Regions from separate parts of the Anser cygnoides genome. Here regions 1 and 3 are each linked to region 2. The links are chromatin contacts, called in public Hi-C maps. All regions are on one chromosome and are shown on one strand. The core of a region is the stretch at or near the end of the contact, and the rest is flanking DNA. Distances in the headings are between cores, read along the strand shown.

What was found. Hi-C and Micro-C count contacts between places; a contact is called where the count stands out from the background.
Region 1: a contact with region 2 is called in a Hi-C map of liver, with 5 times the contacts expected there. The contact joins the promoter of RNF216 here to the promoter of TNRC18 in region 2. A contact is called at or near these places in 2 of 7 Hi-C or Micro-C datasets (both in liver).
Region 3: a Hi-C map of liver shows a contact between it and region 2, with 2.3 times the contacts expected there. The contact joins the promoter of SMURF1 here to the promoter of TNRC18 in region 2. A contact is called at or near these places in 2 of 7 Hi-C or Micro-C datasets (both in liver).

Annotation. Positions count from the first base shown.
Region 1 is chr15:3,881,283-3,885,078 of Taihu_goose_T2T_genome, reverse strand. RNF216 (ring finger protein 216) reads right to left here and starts at 2,085. Exons shown (of 17, transcript XM_066977900.1): 1 at 1,951-2,085.
Region 2 is chr15:4,044,264-4,047,756 of Taihu_goose_T2T_genome, reverse strand. TNRC18 (trinucleotide repeat containing 18) reads right to left here and starts at 1,769. Exons shown (of 30, transcript XM_066977821.1): 1 at 1,619-1,769; 2 at 81-519. The coding sequence starts at 282.
Region 3 is chr15:3,831,647-3,835,697 of Taihu_goose_T2T_genome, reverse strand. SMURF1 (SMAD specific E3 ubiquitin protein ligase 1) reads right to left here and starts at 2,432. Exons shown (of 18, transcript XM_048063118.2): 1 at 2,187-2,432. The coding sequence starts at 2,241. It overlaps LOC136786426 (a long non-coding RNA gene), which reads right to left and starts at 2,083. Exons shown (of 2, transcript XR_010825039.1): 1 at 1-2,083.

The DNA of each region.
Region 1 (3,796 bases), core at 836-3,335, 160 kb after region 2:
TCCAGTCACACTGCGCAGGCACCCAGCACATGAAATCTATTAAGATGTTTACAATAGCAAAAGGCAGCGGAATTTGCAACGCACCAGCCCTAGAAACGAGAAACTCGGATCAGAGCTGCGAATCCTGCAGTCCCGTACCTAAAAAGCCGTCCCCGCAAATCTGCTCGCCCTACAGAAAGCAGCCCCCACCCTGCAGCTTGCACTGTGCATTCCTACGGCGCGGTACCCACACAGCCAGGCACCAAAAACCGCTCAGGACTCGTGTCTGCAGAGCGCTGGCTCTCAGACATCCCCCTCTCCCTCCGAACAGGTACCCGGGGGGTTAGAAAAAGGCTCCTGCTCCCCTCCAGCGGCAGCACAAGGTCACTCGGTGATGGGGCACGCAAAGCCTGGCCCAGCCACCTGCCTGCCACCGCTGGAAGCCTCCCCCAGCGGCTCCAAGGGAGAGTTCTGCTGCCTCCGTGGGTGCTAAGAAACAGGAACCAAGCGCCACGAGACACAACAGAGGAGCGCCGCCTGCTCTTCTCAGCCATCCAGGCAGCTAGCTGCTGCTTTGAGGACCACCGGCCGAAATAAAGCAAGAAAATCAGCCGTGCTGCAGCGAGCTTCAAAAGGCACAGGAAGGGATGCTGTGAAAAGCAGACAGCTGAGCTGCAGTCACTGAGCACCGTGCCTCAGTAACGGACCTCACAGTGCCCAGCAGCCTTTTCATTGTAAGGCACCAGGAGTCTCAGAGCAGCGGCTGATCCTTCAGGTAAGAACCGGACCTCGCCTGACAAGCGGCGAGGACGTGAAGAGCCACGTGGACGCTGGAACTCCTCCCCGCGAGCTCTGCTTCTGGTACAAGCGCTCTGCAACACGATTCCACGGGAAGTTACGAGAAGACGTCTGGAGGCGACGCTGGCGGTCACAAAGCGCACCCAAAGCGAGCGGCACGGCGCTCGGGGCAGGCTCCTGAGCGCAGCCAGCGCTCGGCTGACCGACGCCAGCACCGGGCTCGCTCGGCACCCAGCCGCGTGCCGGCAGCCGCCGGGACGGTGGCGCTTTTTTTAGGCTGCCCTGCGCCTCTCACCTGCTGCAAACCAACGCGGGACGTGCTACCTCGATTAACTCGCCCCTTTTCCTTCGTGCGGAGGCCGGGAGCTGACTGAACCTCTTCGGTCCCAAACCGCTTCGCCCCTGCAAGGCTGCGTGCAAAACCCCCGGCCCCCTCCTCCCGCTCGGGGGGACGGAGCGGGCGCGACGCCGAAGGCGGAAACCTGCAGCGGGCCTCCCCACCGCCAAACCACCGCGTTATTTCTGCGTTTCTACCGTTCGCTCTCTCCCGCCGAGCCGAAGCAGTGCTGGAACCAAAACGGTTAACGTGGGGGGGGGGGGGCCAGGAGGCCTCCCTCACGCAGGCAGGGCCCTCTCCGACACGGGCAGAGCCCCCCCCGCAGGGAGGACAGCCGCGCTTCGGGCCCCCCCCCGCCACACCCGAAGGGCACCACAGACCCCCCCCCCCTCCCCCCGGAGGCCCGAGCGGAGCGGCCAACCTCCGCTCCCCCCCCCCCCCTTCCCCGCCCGCCTCCGGAGCCGCCTGGCCTCGTCTCTCACAGAGCCCGGGGGCACCGTGCGGGGCCCCTCCGCACCCGGGGGGGGCGGCCGGGAACGGGCAACGGGGAACGGGGTGGGGGGGGAAAAAACACCTCAGAGCCCCCCAGCCCCGCTCCTTGGGCCGGGGAGAAGGGAGCGGGGTGAGGGGGAAGGGTAAGGGCTGAGGGGAGACCGGGCCCGGGGGCTGAGGGGGGCGCGGGCCCGGGGCTATGAGGGGGGGGCCAGGCCCCGGTGAGGCGGGCGGGGAGCCCCGGGGTGAACCGGGAGCGGGCCCTTCCCGTTCCCCAGCGGGCTGCGGCCGCTCCTCCGCCCCCCCAACCCCGGCCCGGTCCCGGCCCCGGTCCCGGCGCTCACCGCCCCCCCGCCGGCCCCGCTCCATTGAGGCGCCGCCGCCGCTGCCCGGCTCCTTCCGGCCCACGTGACCGCCCCGCCCCGCACCATAGAGAGCAGCGGCGGGAGGCGGGGGGGGGGGGGGGACGGGCAGAGCGGCCGGCCCGGAGGCCTGAACTTACCATAGAGTGCGGGGGGGGGGGGGGAGGTCCTCCGGGGGAAGCCCCGCCTCCTGCCGGGGGGCGGGGGCTGAGGGGGCGGGGCTACGAGGGGGCGGGGCTATGAGAGGGGCGGGGCTAGAGGGGGCGGGGCTAGAGGGGGCGGGGCTGGAGCGCGAACGGGGTGGGGGGGGTGGAGGGACCTGAGGGTGCTGAGGGACCTGTGGGGGTCCCATAGCCCCTACTGGAGTTCCATAGCCCCTATAGGGGTCCCATAGCCCCTATGGGGGGTCTCGTGTCCCCTGTAGGGGTCCCATAGCCCCTATAGGGGTCCCATAGCCCCTATGGGGGGTCTCGTGTCCCCTGTAGGGGTCCCATAGCCCCTATAGAGGTCCCATAGCCCTTACTGGGGGCCTTGTGTCCCCTATTAAGGGGTCTCATGCCCCCTGTGGGGGTCCCATATCTCATTTTAGGGGGTCTCGTGTCCCCTATGGGGTCTCGTGTCCCCTATTAAGGGGTCTCATGCCCCCCGTGGGGGTCCCATATGTCATATTAAGGGGTCTTGCGTCCCCTGTGGGGTCTCACGTTGCCTGTGAGGGTTCCATGAGCCCTACGGGGTGTCCTGCCAAGGCGGCATGTCCCCTATGGGGGTCTCCTGTCCCCTATGGGGGTCCTTGTATCAGCCGGGGGGGTCTCATATCGCCTACTGGGGGGTCTTGTGCCCTTAGTACGGGGTCTCATGCCCCCCGTGGGGGTCCCACATCCCCCATTAGGGGGTCTTATGTCCCCTATGGGTTCTCAAATGTCCAACGCACTGAGCTCACCCGCACCAGGGTTACCTCTGTAGAAACAGCGCGAGGCTGACCCGACTTTCTCCTCCCCATCGGGCCCGGGTTTGTCTCACAGATCCTGTTCTAGACCCCAGCCAAACACCAAGAGCGGCCCGGGGGCTCCCAGGGACGCTTTTCTCCTTCCCCCTCTCCGTGCAGGGCCCGCTGCGGTTCAGCCATGTGGGCTCAGAGCACGGCCCAACCTCCGTTTCCTACGCCAGCTGCTTCTGGATGCGGGACTGCGATCTGCCAGCTGGGCAGGGCTCTCGGCGGCTGTCTGCAGCCACACTTCCCCTCCCTTAAACGCTCCTCTTCTGCGCAGGTTGCAGCGCGAGGAAAATAAAAGAGCAATTCTGAACCTGTTTGTGCCTACCCTCCTTCCCTGTCACGGTACAGCCAGCCCTAAGCTCTCCTGGCAGATTTGATCCTGGTCCTAAGCGACAGGCTCTTGTTCCCTAGAGGGACACAAGATATTAAACACGGCTCCGGCCAAGGCTGGGAGACGATCTGCAGGGCACTGCTCACGTTATCCAGCCAGCAACTAATCGTGCAATCGCAGAAGGGGTTATAAGCCTTGGTTTGGTGGTGTTTCACCAAAAAAAACCAGAAAAAAGCAGAGCGCCCAGGACGCAGGAGGATCGTGATTAATCCGAACAGAAATCACCACTGCTACACCAGCACTCCTCACAGGACGGTTTGTACATCCTGCAGAAAGAGGCAGAGACTGGAGAACTTAACCTGAGGAATTTAATTGACCTGCCAAGCTCCTCTAAACGAGACAGTGAATTACTTAAGCTCTGAGATTTAAGAGAAGTAGTAATTTGTTTTGTTTTCAAGAAGTTCTCGTGGTGCAAGAGTCCTACAACGTACCCGATCTGAAGC
Region 2 (3,493 bases), core at 520-3,019:
TGCGGGGCCGGCTGCAGGGTGGGCGAAGGAAGGCAGGGGATGGGGTGAGGGGGACGGGGGGGGGTTCCGCGGAGCCTTACCGGGGTGGGAGTGGATGCTGATGCCCGAGGCGAGGAACTTGCCGGGCTGGAGCCCCGCGGGGAGCCCCGCGGCCATGGGGCCGGCGGCGGGGGGCAGGCGGCCGGCGGCGGCCAGGCGGTGGCTCTCCATGGCCAGCCCGGAGAGCAGCGGGGGGGGGCCGTGCACCGAGCGGGGGGGCCCGAAATCTCGGCCATCCATCATCCGCTCGCCTCCTTCCACCAGTCGCCCGGATCGCCACCGCCTTCCCCCCCCCACCCGCCCCCCCCCCCTTTTTTTTTTTTTTTTGCCTTCTTCTTCTTCCTCCTCTTCTTCTTCTTCTTCTTCTTCCCCCCCCCTCAAAAAATAATAAAAATCAGCGGGTTTTCGGAAAAAAATTCGTCCGGGAGTCCCATGGTGGGGGGCGCGGAGCCAGCCCCGGTGCGGCGGTGTCGGTGGTGCCTGCGGAGAGATGGAGGAAAAAAAAAAAATGGGGGGGGGGCACACGGGGTGTGGGTGTGTGGGGGGGGTCCCCACAGAGCACACACCCCCTGGGGGTGGAGGGGGGGCACCCCCGGACCCAGCCGCGGCTTCCCCGCCGAGGGGAGAATTTAAAAAAAGCCTTAAAGTCGGGGAATTTTAGGCGGGGGGGGGGGGATAAGGGAGGGGAAAAATGAATTAATGGCTCGGAGGGGGAAAAATAAGGGAGGGGGGAAAATATTAACTAATGGCTCGGGGGGCAATGAGGATTCCCCCCCCCCCCCCCCAAAAAAAAAAAACCACTCCCCAATCCCCAAAAGCGCCCCAAAACTCGGCTCCAGCACCGCGGCTCCCCGCAGCCAGCGGGCGGCAAAAAGAGCCGAAAAAAAATGCAAAAATGCAAAAAAAAAACGCACGAAAAACAACCTAAAGAAGCCGGGTTTCTTCCTGCTCCGCTCCCACCGAGGGAGCCCCGGCCGCGGGAGCCGAGCGAGGGGCGGCCGGGGAAGGGCTGCCCGGTGCCGTTCCCCTTTTGGCTTTTTTCGCCTCTTTTTTCCCCATTTCCGAGGCGTCCAACTACCTGGTCGGCTGTGCTGCCGCTCTGCCCAGCGCCGCTCCCGCTGGGGAAAACGAGACGCGTGGTATTTTCCAACGGGGCGGAAAAAAAAAAAAAAAAAAAAGAAAAAAAAAGGGGGGGGGAAAAGCAGAAAAAAGGTAAAAAAAAAAAAAAAAAAAAAAAAGCCCCCGGCGGCCGCAGCTCGGCGGAGAGGGCACCGGGAGCGCCTCCGGAGCGGGAAGAGACGGAAGGAGGGGAATAATTAATTTTTAAAAAAAATTCCTCAAAAAAAAATAAATAAAAAACGAATGGCGAAGTTTGGAAATAAATAAAGAGGAAGCCCCGCGCCGCGCTCCGGCCCCCCCCCGCGCCCGGATCCCAGCTTTCGGCTGCGAACCGGGGGCAAAAATTAAAAAGCGGGGGCGACCAAAATTAAATAAAATTTAAAATAAAGGAGGACGGGACGGGGGGGGAATAAGGAGGGGGGGACGGTGCTTTTGGGGCCGGGGAGCTGCCGGCTCCTACCTGGCGCGGTCAGGCCGCCTGGTCCCGGGGCATGGCGGCGGCGGTGCGGGGCTGGAGGCCCGGTGCGGGGCTGGGGGGAGGGGGGGGTCGGGGGGGGGGGGGGGCAGCAGCCGGTTCGCCCCCCGCCCGCCCGCCCGCTGCCGGCACCAGCAGCAGCAGCTCGGCGGCTCCGCTCAGGGGCAGCGCGGCGGCAGCGGCGCGGCGGCCGCTCCATAGAGCGCCGGGGCCCCGCCGAGCTTCATCGGGCGCCCCCCCCCCCCCCTCCTCCGCCCCCCGGCTTAAAAAAAAAAAAAAAAAAAAAAAAGGAAAAAAAAAAAAACCAGGCGGGGGAGGGGAAGGGGGAGGGCAAGGGGAAAAGCGCGCCGGCGCGCCGGCCGAGCGCGCATTGTTCTCCCGCGCCACGCCCACCGCCCGCGGGGGGGCGGGGCCGCGCCGCCTCTCCGCGCCGCCCATTGGCCCGCCGCCCCGCCACTCAGCGGCGGGGTAAACAGGCGGCGGGGGCGCGCCGCCACGCGGGCCCGCGCGGCGGTTTCAAGGCCCCCCCCCCCCCCCCCCCCCCCCACTCCCGGTGAGAATCACGCGCGGCCGTTTCCAGGCCCCCCGCGCCCCGCCCCGCCCCGGGACGGTGCCGGGGGGGGGGGGCACACAAGGGAGTGACCCCCCCCTTCCCCCCCCCCCCCCCCAGGGTCTCGCCGTTGTTTTTGAGCCTTTTCCCCGCTCTTTGCCCCTCGCGGAGGGCGGGGGGGGGGGGGGGGAGAGAAATGCCGCCGGGCCCTCTCCCACGGCCCCGCCGCGGACAAAGCCGCCTTTGAGGGGGTTGGATTTGGGGGGGGGGGGGGGGGGGCAAGAATTATTTTTTTCGAAGGGGGGGGGGGGGGGTGCCCCCTTCCCCCTCGCTGGCCCCGCCGCCAAAAATTGGGGGAAAAAAAAAAATTTAAAAATGGAAAAATAGGCTGCGAAGCGACACCGCCGTGCTGCCCGCGGGGGGGGGGGGGGGCACACGCATAGCGCCCCCCCCCCCGGATTTAACCAAAAGTCGTATTTTTTTTTTTTTTTCCCGGCCGCGGGAAGAAGGCAGGAAAAAGCAGTCCCCCCCCCAAAAAAAAATCCAGCTCCGCTTTCCCTTTTTAATGCCCCCCCCCCCCCCGCTCACCATCGCCCTGTACAGCGCCGGGGGGGGGGCGCCCCAAATTCCTGACTTGTTTTTTTAATTAAAACCCCCAAAAGCGGGGCTTTTATAAAGGAGGGGGGGGAGGGGAAAATCTAATTTCATCCCGATCTAAATTAAAAAAAAATATAAAAATAATCAAGCCCCCCCCCCCCCGCAGGAGTTTCGAGCCGCCCGCAGCCGCCGCCGGGCGTTTCCAGGCTGCCCCCGGCGGGCAGCGGCCGAAAACCGGGGGAAATTGCCCCAAAAATCGCGTGTGTGTGTGTGGGGAGGTCGGGACCCCCCCGCACTTTTTTTCTTTTCCCTTTTTTCTTTTTTTTCCCCTTTTTCCGTTTTTTTTTAAAGCGGCGCCGCGTTCCTCGCGTTCCGCCAGGCGCCGTATTTAAGGCCAAAAAAATATAAAATAATAATAAAAAAAAAAAATCTGTATTTATAGGGATAAAAAAATGGTGTTTTATTTATATCCGAGAGCCCAACCCGGCTGCGTCAGAGGCGAGGGCTCAAACCCCGCTGCTTTATTTTTTTTTTTCTTTGCCTTTCTCCCGCAGCAGCCCGAAAATAAAATAAAATTTAAAATAATAAAAAAAAAAAAGAGGGGGGGGGAGATATTAATGGCTTAATCGCTTTTATGTGGCTTTAAAAGCATATTTTATAAATGTTTAATGCCTTCGCGCCCGGACCTCCCCGCCGCTGTCCCCGGGCCGGGG
Region 3 (4,051 bases), core at 1,183-3,682, 210 kb after region 2:
TTGCTGTTGGGTTTTGCTGTTGTTTCCTCATTTCTAACAGGAAGCATTATTTGCCATTTTGCTTCATTACAATTCTTATCGGGGCAGGACCGACACCACTCTGCATAAGCACAAAGACCATTTCTGAAAATAACCAGAGGATCCAGAACTTTTAGATAGCTTCACACAAATAAAACACTCCCAACACCCTGGTCATACCTTTCCGATACGCAAGAAAAAGAAGAAAAAGCATGAAGGATTTGACTCCCGTTCACTTCCCAACGTACCGCTCACAGGCGCCTTCAGACTAAGTGGTATTTACACAGCTATTTTCGGTAGGGCAAACCAAATTGTTCCTAATCACAGGAAACACAATGCGAGGAGTAAATCATAACGGAAGGAGCCCTCCGTTTGATTTAATTCCGCTCAAATCTCCCAATAGCAAAACAGGGGAGAAAAAGCCACGCCAGCTACAACTCTTTGGAACAGGTAAGTCAGCACGCTAGTCTCCAGCGAAGCCAAGAATATGTTTCCTAATGATTCTAAAGGGAAATCTCTCCCAAAGCAATTTATTTTCTGATTAAATACAGCATTTTTTTCACACTACGCAGGTTGCATGCTTATAAAAAAGAAGAATGTTTGAGCAAGCAGATTTCTTTAATTATATATAATAAAAAAAAAGATACGAGTGAGAAAATCCACCAAGTTGTTCAATGCAGTAAAACTTCAGTCCCTTCCAATAAACGTCCTCAGCTAGGAGAGAAAAGTAGCGCATGCTAAAAGGAAAAGAGCACTTTGATGCAGCGTTCACTCTTTAAAATTAAACCCAACAGCTTCTATCTGTTATTTAAATGATATCCTCCTGCTCAGAAGGGCTATGACCGCAGCATAAGTTACTCAACTCCCAACATTTTTATTGACTGACTTGCATAAAAATAAGCCACATTAATGACAGATTTGACATTTAGTATACATCGCCACAGAACTCGTTTCAGATCAAACATCATCCATACACCCTAAAAATACTTTCAGCCTTCTCATGTCCAAAAGGATTTTCAGATTTACATTTCCCTCACCAACTTTAGCCTTCTAAACCACGAGCGGCGCAGAATCAGAAAACTAATTAAAAGAAAAAAGGGATTTTTTTAAGAGATGCTTCTGACTGATTGCAGTATCTGCCAGGAGCAAGTTACCCTGTAACCGAAGTTTACCTAGTGCCATTTTCTCGTTATTTGGCAATCTTTTATGCTCCTGCAGACACAACTCTGTGAAGATCAATGCCGGTGGCTGAGCAGTTCCTTCGCACCAAGAGATCTCCAAGCATCCACCTGTTGCCTTTGAAAGGCCGGATAGGGCCTTATCTATTAATAATTCACACAGCAGCCTTAAGAAGCAGAAACCGTGCCCCTTTCTGTTTAAGCAGCAACCTCGGCACCAACTGGAGCAGCTTTCAGAAGATTTAATCCAGACCTCTGAGGGTGCCACATAAATTGGCTTATCCATATGTGCACGCGCGCCCGAGCGCAGACCTCGCGAGGAGCCACGAAACGCGCCGCTTCTTGTCATCCTTCGCTCGGGGAAGGGACTTCAAAAGTTGAATGCGTGATATTTGAAAGGAAATCAAGTTGTGGGAAATGATAATAATAAAAAAGAACTCAAAAAAAAGGACAAACAACAAAAAAAAGGGGGGTAAAAACGCTAAAAGCAATTAAACATACGTTTCCTCCAGAGGAAGCTCAAAGGGTTATCTTCACTAGCAAGAGGGGAAGGTAAACGGTTTAAGTAAATCAAAGCGAGGTAAATTATGAAAGGAAAGGCTTCGTTCAAAGCCAGGAAAGGCCAAAATCTGAGGGAGCCGGGGGATGAAGCAGCCCGTGGGCTGTATTGGAGGTGGGGGGGGGAGGTAACAACGTGCCACGAGGGGGAAAAAAAAAAATGAAAATCAACAGAAATAACTTCAAAATACAGAACCTCCACAGGGCCCCGGTGGTGGGAGAAGGGGTTATAAAGGGATAAAAGTTGAGGAGAGGTGGCTGGGGCCCGGTTACCGCCGAAGCCGGCCCACGGCGGCCCGGTCAACCCTCCCCTCACGCCCAGGGGCCGGGGAGGGGGCGTTCGCCCCCTCCCCGGCCCCTGGGCGTGAGGGGAGGGTTGACCGGGCCGAGGTTTTGTGGTGAAGGGGAGCCCCAGGGCCGTGGCCCCGTTACCTGTGAGGCGGATCTTGATGCTGGAGCCGTTCCGCCGCGTCCCGGGGTTCGACATCGCGCCCAGATCAACCGGCGGCCCCGCGCAACCCCATGCGGGCCTGGCCTAACCCCCGGCCGAGCGCTCCAGGAGCCTCCTCCGCCGTTAACCGGAGCCAGACGCGGAGCCGGAGCCGCTCCCGGAGCCGCCGCCGCCGCCCGCCCGCCTCAGCCCGACCCGGCCCGGCCGCCGAGAGGGCGCTGGAGCCGCCCCCGCCCCGCCCTGCGCCCGCCGGAGGGGCGTGACGTCAGCACGCAGAGCGGGGCGGCGGCGCGGCGCCGCCATCTTGGGGAGGTCGAAGGAAGCCACACTCGGAGGGAGGGGGAGCGCCCCCTGGCGAGGGGGAGGCGAGGCTTGGGGGGGCATAGGGGGGCTGGAGGGGATTTGTAGGGGAAATGGGGCAGGAATGGGAGTATGTCACAGAAATTAGCGGTAAGACTAGAGGGAATGACCTCAAGTTACACCAGGGGAGGTTCAGGCTGGAAATTAGGAGACATTTCTTGTCAGAACAAGCAGCCAGGCGTTAGAACAGGTTGCCTGGGGGGGGGTGGGGTCACTGGGGGTGTTTAAAAGAAGGTTGGATGTGGTGCTTAGGGACATAGTTTAATGGGTGACATGGGTGGCACCAGATGATCTTGGAGGTCTTTTCCAACCTTAATGATTCTAGGATTCTAAGTTGGCCCAGGGGGTGTATAGGGACACATGGCTGGGGGGTATGGGGTGCTATGGACATGGCCTGGGGCTCACCCACCTCCTCCCACCCAGAGACCCCCCCACAGCAGGAGTCAAAATCACCCCCACAGCCAGTGGGCCAGGATAAAGTAAAGGAGAGGGGCTCTAATTAACAAGGCCAGCCTCATCCAGGAGCAGGGGGTAGGTGCTGACCCCACAGGAAGGTGGCTATGGGCTTAGAGCTGCCTCCTCAGCTGCACAACTTGCAGTAAGTTCAGCAGGCACAGATACTAAAAGAGAACATTTTCCTCTCTATCACCTGCAGAGCTAGACAGGCACTAGTTTCTCGAGGCTTAAGGCTGCAGTGGTGGAAGCAAGCAGCCTTTCTACTGCAGTCTCACATCCAGCACACACAGGGAAGCAGGGGAACAGCCAAATAGCTGCATCCTCTCCTTCTGCCTTGCTCCAAGTCAGAGCACCAGCACCCCTGCTGCCCAAGCACAGCAGGGCTGCCTGTGCAACTCCACAAGCTGAAGTCAGGGCAGGTGCAGGAGCCCAGCTCCAGGCTGCATCTCCATTTACACTGAGGAAGCACCTGCCTCAGATTCTTTTTACCTGCTGAAATCCGATCACTTCCAGATGCTGCATCAGCCCTGTCAGCAGCATGCTACAAGAAGGCACAGCTAGCCAAACCCTTTGTGTTAGGCCATGGGCACAAACAAAGGATGTGCAGAGACACTTGTCTCCAGTGCACATTTCAGGCTTTGTCATAGCTTTACTTCCTGCATCCAAAACTATGTACTGAAGACTATGAATCCTTATACTATTCAGCAGCTCCAGCATTTTAATATTAAATAAAAGTGATGCCCAGCTCTGGCCCACAAGCTGAGGGCTGCACAGCCCCTCACAGAGCACAGCCAGGCTTCACTCCTTGTTTCTAGGCAGCCTGGGAAGAAAAATGCTTGTATCCTGTGGAGAACAAATTCAGGGCAGAGGAAGAGGTTCTTCCCTCCAGAAATCATGTTTTCCCTTCACATTAATTCCTCTGTCACTCCACCTCCCCCCACATCTGAGAAAGCAGAGCCCTGAAGCACCTGGGGTCCTTTTGAAGAATCAAACATAGCAAAGCATGGATGATAAAGCCGCCCACCCCCCA